Linked DNA regions of Sus scrofa: all the other regions are linked to region 4. The links are chromatin contacts, called in public HiChIP or PLAC-seq maps. All regions are on one chromosome and are shown on one strand. The core of a region is the stretch at or near the end of the contact, and the rest is flanking DNA. Distances in the headings are between cores, read along the strand shown. Region 1 holds the start of NRDC (nardilysin). Region 2 holds the start of TXNDC12 (thioredoxin domain-containing protein 12). Region 3 holds the start of SELRC1 (Sel1 repeat containing 1). Region 4 holds the start of CC2D1B (coiled-coil and C2 domain-containing protein 1B).

Evidence for each region. HiChIP or PLAC-seq counts read pairs in DNA pulled down with a chosen protein or histone mark.
Region 1: an H3K27ac HiChIP or PLAC-seq map of alveolar macrophages shows a contact between it and region 4. The contact joins the promoter of NRDC here to the promoter of CC2D1B in region 4. A contact is called at or near these places in 1 of 5 promoter capture datasets (liver) and 1 of 2 datasets of contacts at active chromatin or transcription factors (alveolar macrophages).
Region 2: a contact with region 4 is called in an H3K27ac HiChIP or PLAC-seq map of alveolar macrophages. The contact joins the promoter of TXNDC12 here to the promoter of CC2D1B in region 4. A contact is called at or near these places in 1 of 5 promoter capture datasets (liver), 1 of 47 Hi-C or Micro-C datasets (heart right ventricle) and 1 of 2 datasets of contacts at active chromatin or transcription factors (alveolar macrophages).
Region 3: an H3K27ac HiChIP or PLAC-seq map of alveolar macrophages shows a contact between it and region 4. The contact joins the promoter of SELRC1 here to the promoter of CC2D1B in region 4. A contact is called at or near these places in 1 of 5 promoter capture datasets (fetal liver), 1 of 47 Hi-C or Micro-C datasets (embryonic fibroblasts) and 2 of 2 datasets of contacts at active chromatin or transcription factors (alveolar macrophages and skeletal muscle).

The regions. Positions count from the first base shown.
Region 1 is chr6:160,297,750-160,301,125 of Sscrofa11.1, reverse strand. It overlaps NRDC (nardilysin), which reads right to left and starts at 2,025. Exons shown (of 31, transcript XM_003127978.6): 1 at 1,472-2,025. The coding sequence starts at 1,815.
Region 2 is chr6:160,135,035-160,138,214 of Sscrofa11.1, reverse strand. It overlaps TXNDC12 (thioredoxin domain-containing protein 12), which reads right to left and starts at 1,471. Exons shown (of 8, transcript XM_021096661.1): 1 at 1,235-1,471; 2 at 727-1,108. The coding sequence starts at 820. BTF3L4 (transcription factor BTF3 homolog 4) reads left to right here and starts at 2,008. Exons shown (of 6, transcript XM_021096654.1): 1 at 2,008-2,128.
Region 3 is chr6:159,509,976-159,513,459 of Sscrofa11.1, reverse strand. It overlaps SELRC1 (Sel1 repeat containing 1), which reads right to left and starts at 1,598. Exons shown (of 4, transcript NM_001243594.1): 1 at 1,421-1,598. The coding sequence starts at 1,526.
Region 4 is chr6:159,852,611-159,855,976 of Sscrofa11.1, reverse strand. It overlaps CC2D1B (coiled-coil and C2 domain-containing protein 1B), which reads right to left and starts at 1,429. Exons shown (of 25, transcript XM_021096652.1): 1 at 1,282-1,429. It overlaps LOC110261230 (a long non-coding RNA gene), which reads left to right and starts at 1,394. Exons shown (of 3, transcript XR_002345202.1): 1 at 1,394-1,478.

The DNA of each region.
Region 1 (3,376 bases), core at 776-3,275, 440 kb before region 4:
TAACTTTAAAAAGGCAGGAAAAAAACTGAAGCTGTTATTTAAACTGGAAGGCAAAAACTAAATACCTTTTATCAAGGTTCAAATTGCTCATTTACATCATTACTAATATAATGTCTTTGATAAGAGAAAATTTGGCCCATCCATAAAGATCTGCAGCCAGGGAAGAATAGTACAGAGTTGTGAATTGTTAATCTCTTTTTATCAAGGTCCAAATTGCTCATTACATCATTACTAATATAATGTCTTTGATAAGAGAAAATTTGGCCCATCCATAAAGATCTGCAGCCAGGGAAGAATAGTACAGAGTTGTAAACTGTTAATCTCTAGTAAGAAAAAATTAGGTCTGTCTTCAACTTGGGGCTAAATCACTTCTTTCTAGACCTTAGTTTCAGTCATCTGCCTATTGAGGGTGGTAGGGAATGAAAAAGATTATCTTTAAGGTTCTTTCCTGCTCTAACACTGTAGGGGCTTATAACAAATTAAAACCTAGAAAGAATCCTTTAGCTTTCAACTCAATATGAGTAAGAACTTTATAAAAAAAATCAGTAAATGGTGCACTGGAGTTAGTGTCAGATGGACACCGTGTTCATACCAGCTCTGTTATTATTTAGCTATGTAATTCTGAGCAAGAAGCAAACCCTCTGGATCTCAATTTCCTCAACTTGTAAAATGAAGCTAAGCAATATGATCTCTCTTTAAAATAATTATAGTCATGACATTCTATGGAATAGGCTACCTGCGAAGAATATACTCAGGTGGGGATTGAGCCTCCAGATATTAGAGATGTTTAGAGGATTATGATACAAACCAAAAGTTGAGAATTGCGGGATGAGAGGAAACCTTACAAATCTTCTATGATTCACCCAACTGAGACTCAAGCCCTCTCTAATATATTCTTGGAAGATGTCACCCAACCATTCGAGCATTGAGAAAAAAACCATGGAAGTAAGTCACTTCATTTCAGGCCAACTCTGATGCCTAAGTTCTTTTACTGAAGCCACATGACCCTCCAGTAACTTCCACCCATTAGTTTTACCCCTCTTTCATCTACGGGCACCTGGAATGTTTGTGGATAATGATAGTATTTCCCTTAAATATCCCCTCCAAAATTAAAATCTCCAGCTCCTTGAACCTTTCCTCATAATACCAATACCCCACCCCACCCCCCGCCCATCCAGCCTGCTTTCCTCAGAGAAACCTCCATTCTTGCTTTAGCGAGTATCAAAATTATTCCAACAACCCTGCCCATTCTGACATCCAGATTCCTTGTGGAACCCAAGTTTTCCCCCTCGTCCAGCTCACACATCACGGAAGCCTCTAACTGCTCTTGACACCTCCATCCAAGGAAGCTTTGGGGCTGGGAATGTGCCCCTGGTGCTCCTTCGGAAGATTCGGAGACAAGAAGAGACCACAGCGGCCACTCTGAGGCCCTCGCCCTGCTTTCCTCCCTGGTCTAAGCCTCCTCCCTCACCGGTATTGCTTGGGGTCGCTGGGAGACTTGACGATCTCAGGGTCTCCGGCATTACTGACAGGCACCCTCCGTCCCTCCTCCTCAGATTCGTCGGCTCCCAGACGGGCAACCCGGCCGCTCTCGCCCAAATCCTGTCCATTGGGCTGCAGGTCAGGGCAGCTGCAGGTAGACTTCGCCTTGTTCCTTCCAGGCATGGTCAGAGTAGGAAAGGGTCTGGCAGCCGCGGAGTCTTCGCACCGACCCCGCGCTTCTACTCTCCACAGCGCCGCGAGCTCCCGCCCGGCCTCACACCACAACTTCCTCCCGGTGGCACTGACTGCAGCAACCGTGACTCTCCTCAACATTCACCACCAAGCCGGAGTAATGGGCATCCCGCTCCCTAGGGCCCTCCTCCTCCTCCTACTTCTCCAGCCGCTCCTCCTCCTCCGCGTTCCAGAGGCGGTGGCGGCCGGCGCTGGTGCTGCCGCAGCCGCCGGGGAGGACAGGCCTGAACCCCTCCCCCAATCCGGTCTCCCCCAAGCCAACTTCCCTCATCCCCCCCACCCTCCCGCCGTCGATGACGCAACTGACTTTAGCCAATAACAAGGCAAGATAGAAGTCATGTGCATGTGATCAACCAATGGGAACAAGGAATAAAAAAGAACCAAAGAGACCGGGCCGGCATCTCGCAGCACGCAGAGAGCTCTTCGGGACACGGAGTGGGCGGGGCGAGAGAAAAGAGGCGGAGAGAGGGACGCGGAGGACGACGGGAGAACGGCGCCTGGGAGGCTGCGCAGCGTTTATGACGGAAGAGGGGAGGTGGCTTGAGGTAGCAGCTGAATAGTGCTCCACCGCTCCGAGAGAAATATTCCCCGGATGAGAAAACCGCTAAGCGAGTGGAGAAAATTAATTTCCAGGCTTCCCCTCCCCTCACTCATGTCGTATTTTGCGTATCATGCCCCTCAGACCTGGGTGGAGTTTTGGCCGTGACTCGGCACGTAAAAAGCAGAACGCCGGAAGTGTTTTTCTGCAGCCGGATGGAAGCTGCGTGGGAGTGGAGCTGAGCGGAACCGGAGAAATAGCCGCCGTGCTTCTCCTCCTTACAGCTTGCTAGACCGTCGTGCACTTCGCCTAAGTGTTTAAAAGACCGGTGTAAATGTGTTCACTCTTCTATGCGAAAACATTTTGAGCTTCCCCCAGAGACTAGAGTCCACAGTTAGTGTTAGCCAACTTTCGCTGAGCAGCCACCTCCTGTCCCTTAAGTCCGTTTCCCCAAGGTTTTTTCCTGCCTTCAGTGGCCGTTGGTGGGCAAGATGTGATTGAAACAGACGTACTTGGAAAATAAAAAGCAACTGATGTGGTACTAGGTGTGTGATTTACTAACCTTGGCATAAGCAGTTGTAGCACACAAAAGGAAGAAACATGGTGAATGCAGAAGCACTTGAAGCAGAGATATCTTGATGATTGTTTTAGGTCTTTACATTTTTCTAGGCCTCCCCAGCTCCAGATATAGGGAAGACAATCATGAACAAAACAAAATTTGTTGCCTTCTTGGAGCATGCATTCAAATGGGGAGAAACAGAATAAAATAATTTTTAAAAAGTGAATGCTAAGGGAGTTCCCTTCATGGCTCAGGGGAAACGGAATCTGACTAGTATCCATGAGGACGCAGGTTCACTCCCTGGCCTTGCTCAGTGGGTTAAGGATCCACTGTTGCTGTGAGCTGTGGTGTAGGTCTCAGATATGGCTGGGATCTGGTGTTGCTGTGGCTCTGGTGTAGGCCCGCAGCTACAGTTTCAATTCGACCTGTAGCCTGGAAACCTCCGTGGGTGCAGCCCTAAAAAGGCAAAAAGGGCGGAGGTGGGAATGCTAAGACAAGAAATGATGATGGATAGGAAAATAAAGAGTTGGGAAGGAGAAGCCCAA
Region 2 (3,180 bases), core at 222-2,721, 280 kb before region 4:
CAGGTCAAAAAAAAAAAGTAAGAAGAGGGAAATACATACTATCACACCCACTTAGAAAAAGCATAAACCCTGATCTCCAATAAAGATGTAGGTAGTGGGATAAATGCAGTAGGGAACACCTCTTATTCTCCATTGGTAACCACTGTCCCTCATTCTTCCAAAAAAACCATTTTCTTCAATTACACTGAACCACACCGAGGACAACTGTTGGTGACCCTCTAACATCAGACCTTCGACCCTTTATATGGCCCTTCCTTATGCACCCAGTCACCCTCCCTGGGTGCAGGTTCTGTTCCCTCCAGGTCTGGAGGCAGTAATCTAGCTCTTCAGGTAAGAGGTGAGGAGCGGAATCTTCAGACCCACGAAAAGAATCCAAATATGAAAGTCCACCCTGAGGAACGGTGACGGATGTCTGAGGACCCACCAAGTGCTAGACACTAAGCTGGTTTCTTAAACATGCTTTTCCTAATATACGGGTCATTCCTTACCCCAACCCAAGCATTTAGGGAGGCCTCAAGTACAACTTCCCCAACTCAATATTCCCCAGAACCGCTACTCCCTACCCCAAGAGATCTTCCTCAAACTCCAGGAGCAGTTGGAGAGGATAAAAAGAAATCTAGGGTGGCCAGAGACAGAATGGGAAGGGGATCGTGTTAGGACAAGGAGAGGGTTGTACTGGGCTGGGGCCCAGAATGAGTAAAGATTAAGATAAGAACGCGGTCTGACCCTTTCCAAGCCCAACATGTCCATCAGAAGAGACGAGGAGCAGGAAACTGAAGCCCAGCAAACAGGTGGCCCCGAGACGAGGCCGCGGTTCCATGGTGGTAAGTCCGCGGGGCCCCTGGGCTGAGCAGACGCCGGGCCCGAGTCCTAGCAGATGGTCCGCGCGGTATCCCAAGTGCGGCTCAGCCCAACCCCTCGCTTTCCCAGATTTTTTTTTTTTTTTTTTCCCCTAACCCTGAAGGAAGTGATGTTAGACGGATGTGGGTGGTGCCTCCGGGGTCCGGTCTGGGACTGAGTTTAAAGGTGCAGATCACGTAGAAGGTTGCAGGCGTTGCTTTCGAGCGGTAGTTGCTTCCCCACGGTTCTGGACATTCCGTCCGAGGACCTAGAGAGAAAAGATGGGCCGAGATAGTGGGCGGGTGGGGAGGAGACTCGGGAGAACCGTTGCTGGTGGCGTCCGCCTTCAGGCTAGCCCCTCCCCCCACCAAGAACCGCTGCACTTAATACTCACTACGCAAATTATTGATCGGTGAAGTCAGCCTCTCCCAACTGTTGGGCTGGTTGCCCATTGGTTTCAGGTACCCCATCCCCCTCCGCAAATAAAAAAGACAGATAACCGGATTTCATTCTTAAGTTCCTGCTCGGGTCTCGAGAAGACCTGGCAAACCTGTTCTGCGGTGCAGTCTTGTGCCTGCAAGAATGTCCCTTACGGTTGGAGAAGAAACACTGGACCTTATTTTTTATTCCTTGTAAGCTAAATTCTTCCATTCAGGGATGATGCAACCAACTGATGCAAGCTCCGAGAAAACCAAACTTGTGATTTCTTACTGCAAATCTGACCTAGCTCTGCGGGGCACTGGGGCATAAGTCACTGCAGGCACTTAAAGTGTGAAGCTTCTTCTGATTAAATGTATTTGTTTTTGTTGTTTTTAAACTTTGTGGGTTATTTCTCGATTTTCCTCTCTTGAGGCATAAAAAACGGCTCAAAATTTCCCGTCTCTCCGAGTCTCCACTCTAGTTGAGTCCGACAGTGCGTACTTAATACCTAGCGAAGCATTCGACAAAAGTATACACCCAAACAAAAATACCCATTGCCTTTTTATTAGGCTTCCTATAAACTGCAGGCACGGACACAATGGGACGCCCAGGAGACTGCAAGCTCCAGAAAGCAGCGCGGCGGTCTGCACCTGCCGCGTTTCTGTTGGGAAGCGCAGAGCAGCCTGGGCTTTGTAGTTTGTATATGAGCTTCCAGGATAGGCTGCTCCGGCGAGAGAGAGGCGGGGCCGGGTGTGTCACGTGGGCTCCACTCCCGCCGCCGCGGCTGCCTTCGTCTTTCTCTGTCTCGACTGAGGCAGCCATCTTGCTCTTGCCGCGTGCTGGTGTTGGAGGACCCTCCCTGCTTCAGGTGAGACCCCCGGCGGTCCCGCCACTCCACGGCCATAGGCCGCCGCGCACGGTCTCCCCCCGCCCTTTTCTACCGACACCCGCCAACCGATCGGGCTGCCACTTCCGCGGTGGCGCGCCGAGTGGGGGCGGAGGCGGCTGTCTTGGCCTGTCGGTTAGCGGCGGCGCAGCTGGGGGTCGGCACCTGAGGGAAGGTCCCCAGCACCACCGCTTTCTGTCGGGGCTCGCGGGCCCGCGTTGTTGCAGCCCAGGTCCAGGCCCAGGTGGCAGGTGGTCCCCCGCCTCTGCCCTGTTACTCTTCATTATTCACAGCAATAAGGCTTGAGCTTTGAGCTTTGTACAGCCTATCTGCTGTCATCTCATTTGATCCTCCCACTCGACAGATAGGGAAACCGAGGTTAGCAGCCCCCGCCCCCAACCAAATTCCATTGCTGCGCTCTTCACCTCGTAATGGCAGTATTTGTTTACAAGTGTGCCACCCTCTCCGAGACATTGCCTTGCCCATCCTTGTAGCCCCATCCCACTGCGTGATGCATAGTAGGCTGTCAGGAAGTTGATGATTGACCGACAGGCAGTGTTACAAAGCTAGTGAATTGCGGTTTCAATTTCTGTTCCCACGTTCTTTCACTATACTATGTCTGTACCTTGGGCAATGGTAACAATAGTTACCAGTTTTTGAGTATCTGCTTGAGCCATACCCGGTACTTGATTACTTAATGTTTAACCCGTAAAACAGCTGTGAAGTATGTGTTGTTACACTTTTTCTAATAGGAAGGAATACAAGTTCAGAGAAGTAAAAGAACTTTCTGAAGCCCTAAGTGGAAAAACCTTGATCCTTCGGATTCCAAAGCCTGTGCCTCTCTTATAGAGTAACCCTTCATAATAAAAAGTCAGGATTAAAGATTGAAATTGTTTTATCTCTGTAAATATGATGTCATTGAAAGTGCCTACCATAATGCTTGGAATTTAGGCACTCAGTAAATATTAATTATAACTTAATTATTTACACCCTTTCTTGAATCCTTGAGGAAAGGGCGAAAAGATGCTAGGATC
Region 3 (3,484 bases), core at 349-2,848, 340 kb after region 4:
CCCCAGGCATTGGCACCGTGTCCCAGGGTTCCTCGTTAATCTTATTTCTGAATACATTCTAACTTCAACCTTCCCAAGAACAGCATTTTTTTCTCTCCTTCTGCTCTGTTAAATCAACACTACTTGCCTATTCCTCCCAACATTTTCCAGATGTCTTCCCAACCATTCTGCTCCTCAGTGACTCCACTCCTGTGAATTCTCCTTCTCTCTACACTTAGGACATGAACTAGCCTTACTGAACAACCCTGGCTTCTTAAGATTTAAGCCATCACACTGCAGAGCAACTCTGTGTAGTTGGTCAGCTTCAAGCTAGACTCCAAGCTGTTGATCAGCATGGGAGTCTTGATCTGCTCTGTGTCCCACCTGGGCCAGTTCATTCCTCCTTAGGCAACCCAGTGGTCTCCCATTCCTGGGAAGTCACCATATTGATCCCAAACTTAGTGTGGACATCTGATCCACATGGCACATTGTAGCCCAGAACTCCTGGGCTCAAGGGATCCTCCAGCCTCAGCCTCCCAAGTAACTCCTGGGACTACAGGTTCATGCCACAGCGTGCAGCTAGACTGCAAGCTACTAGAAGACAGGCCCAGTGCCTTTTTTTTTTTTTTTTTTCTTTTATAAAAATAAAGTAGGCAGGAGTTCCCTGGTGGCACAGTGGATTAAGGATCCAGCACTGCCACGCTGTGGCTCTGGTTACAACCCATGGCCCTGGAACTTCGGTGTGCCACAGAAGAGCCACCCCCCTCCCCCCAAAAAAAAGTAGGAAGAAGAAAACCACTCCAAAGGTACTGGCTGCTCTGGGCAACCTCTCCTGCACATCGCCCACACAGGGAAGTCAACTCATGTTCCCAGAACACACTGAGCACACTCACCTCGCTGCGCCTTTTCATTGGGCCTAGCTCTGCCTGGCATGGATCTCCTTTACCTTCTACACTTTGTTCAAATGTCACTCTCATGATTCTCCCTAATCACTCGATTTAAAACTGCCTTCCTGAATTCTGGTACCTCTCAGCCAGTTCCTTTTCCCACTGCACTTATTAATTTCTAATATGCTACACATGTGTTTCTCTGTGTTTACTGTCCAGTACCCCCACTAGAATGTAAGCTCCCTGAGGACGCGGCTTTTTATCCGATCACTGACGTAGCCCCAGGGTCTCTCCTCCACGTGCCCAAACGCTTCTTTTCCTTCCCGCCCGGCCTCCAGGCAGAGCATTCTCCCGCGGCGAGCCCAGCAAGTCCTTGCGGAAGCCAACCGACCCCTCCCCGCCCCTCCACAAGGCCGTCTGTGTCCCACACACCCCGTGTCCCCGGCCGGTGACCCCTTCCAGATCCCCTCAGAGATCCCTCACGTGACCCGTCCAACTCCCGCCCCTGCGTCCGGAGCCCCCACGTGAACCTAGGCCGTGCTGGCGGGGCTCACCGTCCGGGTCCTTCTCCTGATAGCACTGGTAATTGCACTCCACCTCCATGTTCTCCAGAAAGGACTTCACCTGCTCCTCGTCCTGGAAGTCCACGAGGCCCGCCATGGCTCTCGCTCGGTCAGTCAAAATCACCCCGCCGCTCTGCCCCGGCGCGCGCCGTACGCCCGCCCAGGTCACGTGAGCGGCGGAGGGGCGGGGCTTGGGCGGGGCTTGCCGCCGAGGTCCGCCGCTCCCTCCGGCGGCCTGAAAGCCCGGCGCGCCGGGAGCTTGAGCTTTTCCTCTGCTCTCTGGCTGTTAGGCTTTGGCTGTCTCACCTTTTCCTCAGGTCTGGTAGCAGTCTTTCTGTAGCACTTTACTGTGCCAGTCTTGTGGCTTTAATGCTTCTCCGCTTCTGGTCATTTATCTCTCCATCTGTCCGCTCTTTCGTTAATTCGGTGTTGCCTAGGCGCCTACCATATGCCTCACCAAGTGCTTGGTGCTAGTAATACAACAGCGAGGAAGTATGGGTCCTGCCATTAAAGGGCTTGCAGTTTAGAAGGAAAGCTTTTGTTTATCCATTCAGCAAGTATTTTGAGCACCCATTATGGGCCAGCTGTAGCTGGACAAACCAATATTCTTAAGTCGCTGCAAGTGCAGTGAAAAGTCTGATTCATCTCTCTTTTCCTCCCATTCCCACCTTCTGCCTCCAACATGAGTGACCCAAGGAATGAATGGCTGTGGAAGATGATAGCCGGATCACAGTAGCAGTAATAATACTGTTATAATAGCTAATGCTTAAACAGGGCTAAACTTTGTTTCAGATTCTATTTGAAGAGCTTCCTCATTTAATTCTCATGAAGGCACTCATTGTGGGTAGGAGTTATTCCCCCCATTCTGCTGATGAGGAAAGAAACTGAGGTACAGAGAGTAAATTGTCCAAAGGTCACACAGGAAATACGAAATTTGCTGTGCAATGAATATTTTTTGAATAAAAGAATGAAGTACAAAAGGAAAAGTCAAGGATATGGGAAAGAAAAGAGGAATTTCAGCTGGTTTTTGCTTTTTCTTCTTAGAATCATCAGTTCCATAAAGCCTAGACTGAACGCTCTCCAAAGACAGTCAGTTCCTATTTCTCTTTGAGTCCCAGCCAGCCCTCGCCTATGTCCCTGAGGGGAGCTCAAGTCCTTGGTTTCCCAGCACCTCTAGCATTGCTTCCAAATGGCTCCACTATTAACCTATCCTTAAGGGCGTCAGAGAATGGACCACTTCCAACCACGTCCTTGTTAGAGAGTAGCTTGCTGAACCTGGGAAACGTCTTCGAAATTCCAGTTTTATTTTAAAGATTTAAATGATTTTACACTCAAGTCCATAACACATCTTTCATAGGATAACACATTCCAGTTGTCATTCCACATTTACTAGTGGTTTCTTAGACACCTGATCACCTTGGGAGATCCTTTAATACATCTCTCATATAGAGAAGCCCCAACCTTTGATTTTGAGATCACCTCTCTTTGCCTGGTCTCCAAGACCCTCTAAGTGCAATCTGACTCTAGCCTTATCTCCTGCCTCTTCTCCCGCATACCTCACCCAACTTTCTGTTCTCTGGATAGGTCCCAGATTTGTGTCTGTTTACTAGTGCTCTTGACACTTGGACTACCCTTCCCAAATCAGAGATCTTCTCTGTGAAGTCTTCCCAGACGCAACAGCCATACACTCCTAAAATAGATTTAGATGCTCTCACTTCAGTGTTCACTCCACTTGGTCTATTCTGATCTAATGTAGTAGGAAATGACTGGCTTCAGAGAGCAGACAGATCTTAGTCAGAATCCATGTCCTGGGAGTTCCTGTTGTGGCTCAGTGGTTAACGAATCTGACTAGGACCCATGAGTTTGCAGATTCGTTCCCTGGCCTTGTTCAGTGTGTTGAGGTCTGGCATTGCCATGAGCTGTGGTATAGGTCGCAGATGCGGCTCAGATCCCGCATTGCTGTGGCTACAGCTCCGACTAGACCCCTAACCTGGGAACCTCCATATGCCACGGGAATGGCCCTACAAAAGGCAAAAAGACAAAAAACAAAAAAAC
Region 4 (3,366 bases), core at 180-2,679:
CCAGCAAGTTGCAGTGTGGCTCGAAGATGTGGCTTGGATCTGGCGTTGCTGTGACTGTGGTGCAGGCCTGCAGCCGTAGCCCCATTTCGGCCCCCAGCCTGGGAACTTCCATATGCCTCAGGTGGGGCCCTAAAAAGACAAAAAAAATTTTTTTTTTAATCCTGTTCCTCAGCTAGTGGCCTACTGTTGGCCAGCACAAATAATGAACATTTTCATCACTGCAGAAAGTTCTATTGAACAGTTCTGCTCTACGGAAATCCCAATCGGCATTCTGATTCTCTGAGATTTCACAACCATTCAAGGACCTACTAGGTGTCAGACCCTGGGCTGGGCACCGGGGAGCAGGAATGAACCTGATGTGATCTCAGCCCTCAAAGAACTTTTACTGGTCAGAAAGGCCTCATCACTGGACAAAAGCTACACAGGGCTGAGCCAGGGGTGGTGTGCTCAGGGGCAGCTCCTTATTCAGCAGACAGTAGGTTTCTGGAGAAGGTGATGCCCATGCTGAGTCATGAAGAAGTTGGGGGGAAGGACAGGGAATAGGATTCCAAACAGAGGGAACAACCTGATAATGGTTCTGAGGCGATGAGCAGAACTGCACAAGGAAATTAAACTGGGATTACTGGGGCCGAGAGTGTGAGACAAGAAACGGCACACGCGAGGATGAAACGGTGAGCAAGGGGCACAACAGAAACACCTTTCCGCCTAGAGGAGTTTGGGCCCGATTCTGAGCGCAATGGACGTGACGGGGTCAGGTCGGCGATTCAGAAACCTCCCTCTAGCTGCAGAAGGGAAGGAAGCAGGGGGAGAATGCAGGCTGCAAGCCCACTCAGTACCGAGCATCTCGCAACGCTCCGGGCGAAAGGAGCGACGCTGAGGGAGAGCGGGGGCGCTGGGGATGGAGAGAAGCGGACGGAGTCCAGAGTTAGGGGGTAAAATCAACAGGGCTCCGAGGCTCAGATGTGCGCGCTCGGGAGGGGGCGCTCAGGGTGACACCAGGCGTCAGAGGTCGGTGACTTGGGTGAATGAGCGGCGGTCAACTGAGCGGGGGACACGGAGTGCGCGGGTCAGTCAGACGCTGCGGCTCCGGGGGCTTCGGTCCTGGACCCAGGCCCGGGCTCCGGAGAGAGGAGGGCAGGCAGTGCGCAGGGAGGCGAAGCCGGGGACCCCACGCAACGCGCCGAGGACGCGCCGCCCTGCCCTGCCCTCCCCTGCCCAGCCGCCTCATCTCCCCCGCGGTCCCCTCAGCGCCCCTTGCCGGGGGACGAGTTCGCAGCATACCTCGCAGCGGATCCGAAACCAACCCGGGCCTCCTCCCGCCCGGCACCGCCCAGGCCTCTCGCGGCCCCAGGGCCGCCGAGGCAGCCGTGACAGGAAGAGCCCCCGGGGAGACGGCTCGCGCCCTGACACGTGACTCCACGGCCCGTGCGGCGCGTATCACGCATGCGCAAGGCGAAGAGGGCGCGGCGCTCCAACAGGTGACTCCGAGGGTGGGGTTCTGAGCGCGCAGGCGCCTTCGGGCAGGTAGCGAGGCTCGCTGGGAGGGTGTTTGGGCAGTTCGGGGTTGTCCAGCTACTTGAGGAGGTGCAGCAGGTGCGCACACCCCCGTCCTTTTCCGTTTACAGCTTCCTCGCCAAGCTTGCTCCTTCACTTGCTCTCCAGGGCTGCTTGGGCGCACGCTCACCTAAAATAGCCTCAAGTCCTCCTACCGCCCCTCTGGAGGTGAGGATGTGAAGGCTCCGCCCTGGAGGAGGGGCTTCTTGCATTTCCTTTTTCAGTGTACTGTGTGAGTATCTAGGGAAAGGGAGATGGGGCTCACCACGTTCTACTTAATCATTCAGCACCTAAATGTACCTTTTCCAATCAGAAGGCGGATTGACTACTTAAGATCTAACAGCTCTTTGCACTCCTTCATGAAGTCACTTCAGATAATTTAACACCAGGTTCTCACTCCGCTTGTGGGGGTGGGGGAGGTGGAAGCGGGGAGACATTAAGAGAAATTTCCGTCCAAATCGCTTCCTACTGCCTGTTTTTAAACTTTTGAAAGTTATGTTTTGTAGTTAGTTTTGAAGGTCTCCCAGTTTCCTTGGACAAAGAGCTTTTCCATCTCCTTATTGCTTTGGGATTTCCTGAAGAGAACCCTCTTTACTATCTTAAAATTTAAGTTTCACTCATTAAAAATTAAAATATTTTAATGAAATATTTAAGATATACACAAATATACGATATTTTACATTTGCTGGAATGCAAGATCCATAAAGGCATAAGTTTTTGTTTGTTTTCTAAGTTATCTCCTGTCTAAAGTGATGCATGGTACCCAGCAGGCACTCAAGAAATAGCCTATTTCTTGAGTGAATTAACAATACATGGGCACTTACCACAAGTTTAAGAAAAGCCAGTAGGATAAAACTGAAGCCACCTGTCCACCTCTCATGTTGCAACACTTGCCCAAAGAGAGATCCACTTTGCTGAATTTGGTGTTTATTATGCCTGATCATTTCTATTTCTGCTATTTCTTCCTCCCTCCCTCCCTTTTTATGGCCACACGTGCAGCATATGGAAGTTCCCAGGCTAGGAGTCAAGTTGGAGCTGCAGCTGCTGGGCTTCACCATAGCCACAGCAACTCGGGATCCGAGCTGCGTCTGCAACCTACACCACAGCTCAGGGCAATGCCAGATCCTTAACACATATTTGTGTTATGAATATTTTTTAAAAGAAACCACTGCTTTGCAGACATTTTCCCCTCAATCCTGATTATCTGCTAATTTTTCTCATCAGTAGATTCAGGGCAAATATTTCTGGCAGGACTCTGATACAGGTAATGTTTTTCTCAGTACTGACGTGAAGTTTTAGATGTCAGTTTGTTCCATTGTTTGTTTATTACAATTGACTTGAAAAGTTATACCATAAATTCTGCCAAGATTTTAATTGGAACTGATTTACACTTAGAGTTAATCACATCTCTTTATTAGATTTATTCCTAGGTAGTTTATTTTTTCTGTGCCATCTAAGTATTTTTTTATTTCAAGTTTTGTTTTTATGATAAATGGTGCCTTTTAAAAAATTCCATGTTCTAGCTGTTTCTTGCTAGGGATTATTTATTACTGATGTTATTTCGAACAGTTCCTTTTTTTTTCCTTTCTAGGGCTACATCCACACATGGAAGTTCCCAGGATAGGGGTTGACTTGGAGCTACACCATAGCCACAGCAACACAAGATGTGAGCTGCCTCTGCAACCTACACACAGCTCACGGCAACACCGGATCCTCAACCCACTGAACAAGGCCAGGGTTCGAACCTGCATCCTCATGGATCCTAGTAGGTTTCCTTACTGCTGAGCCTTGACAGCAACTCCCTCCAGCGCT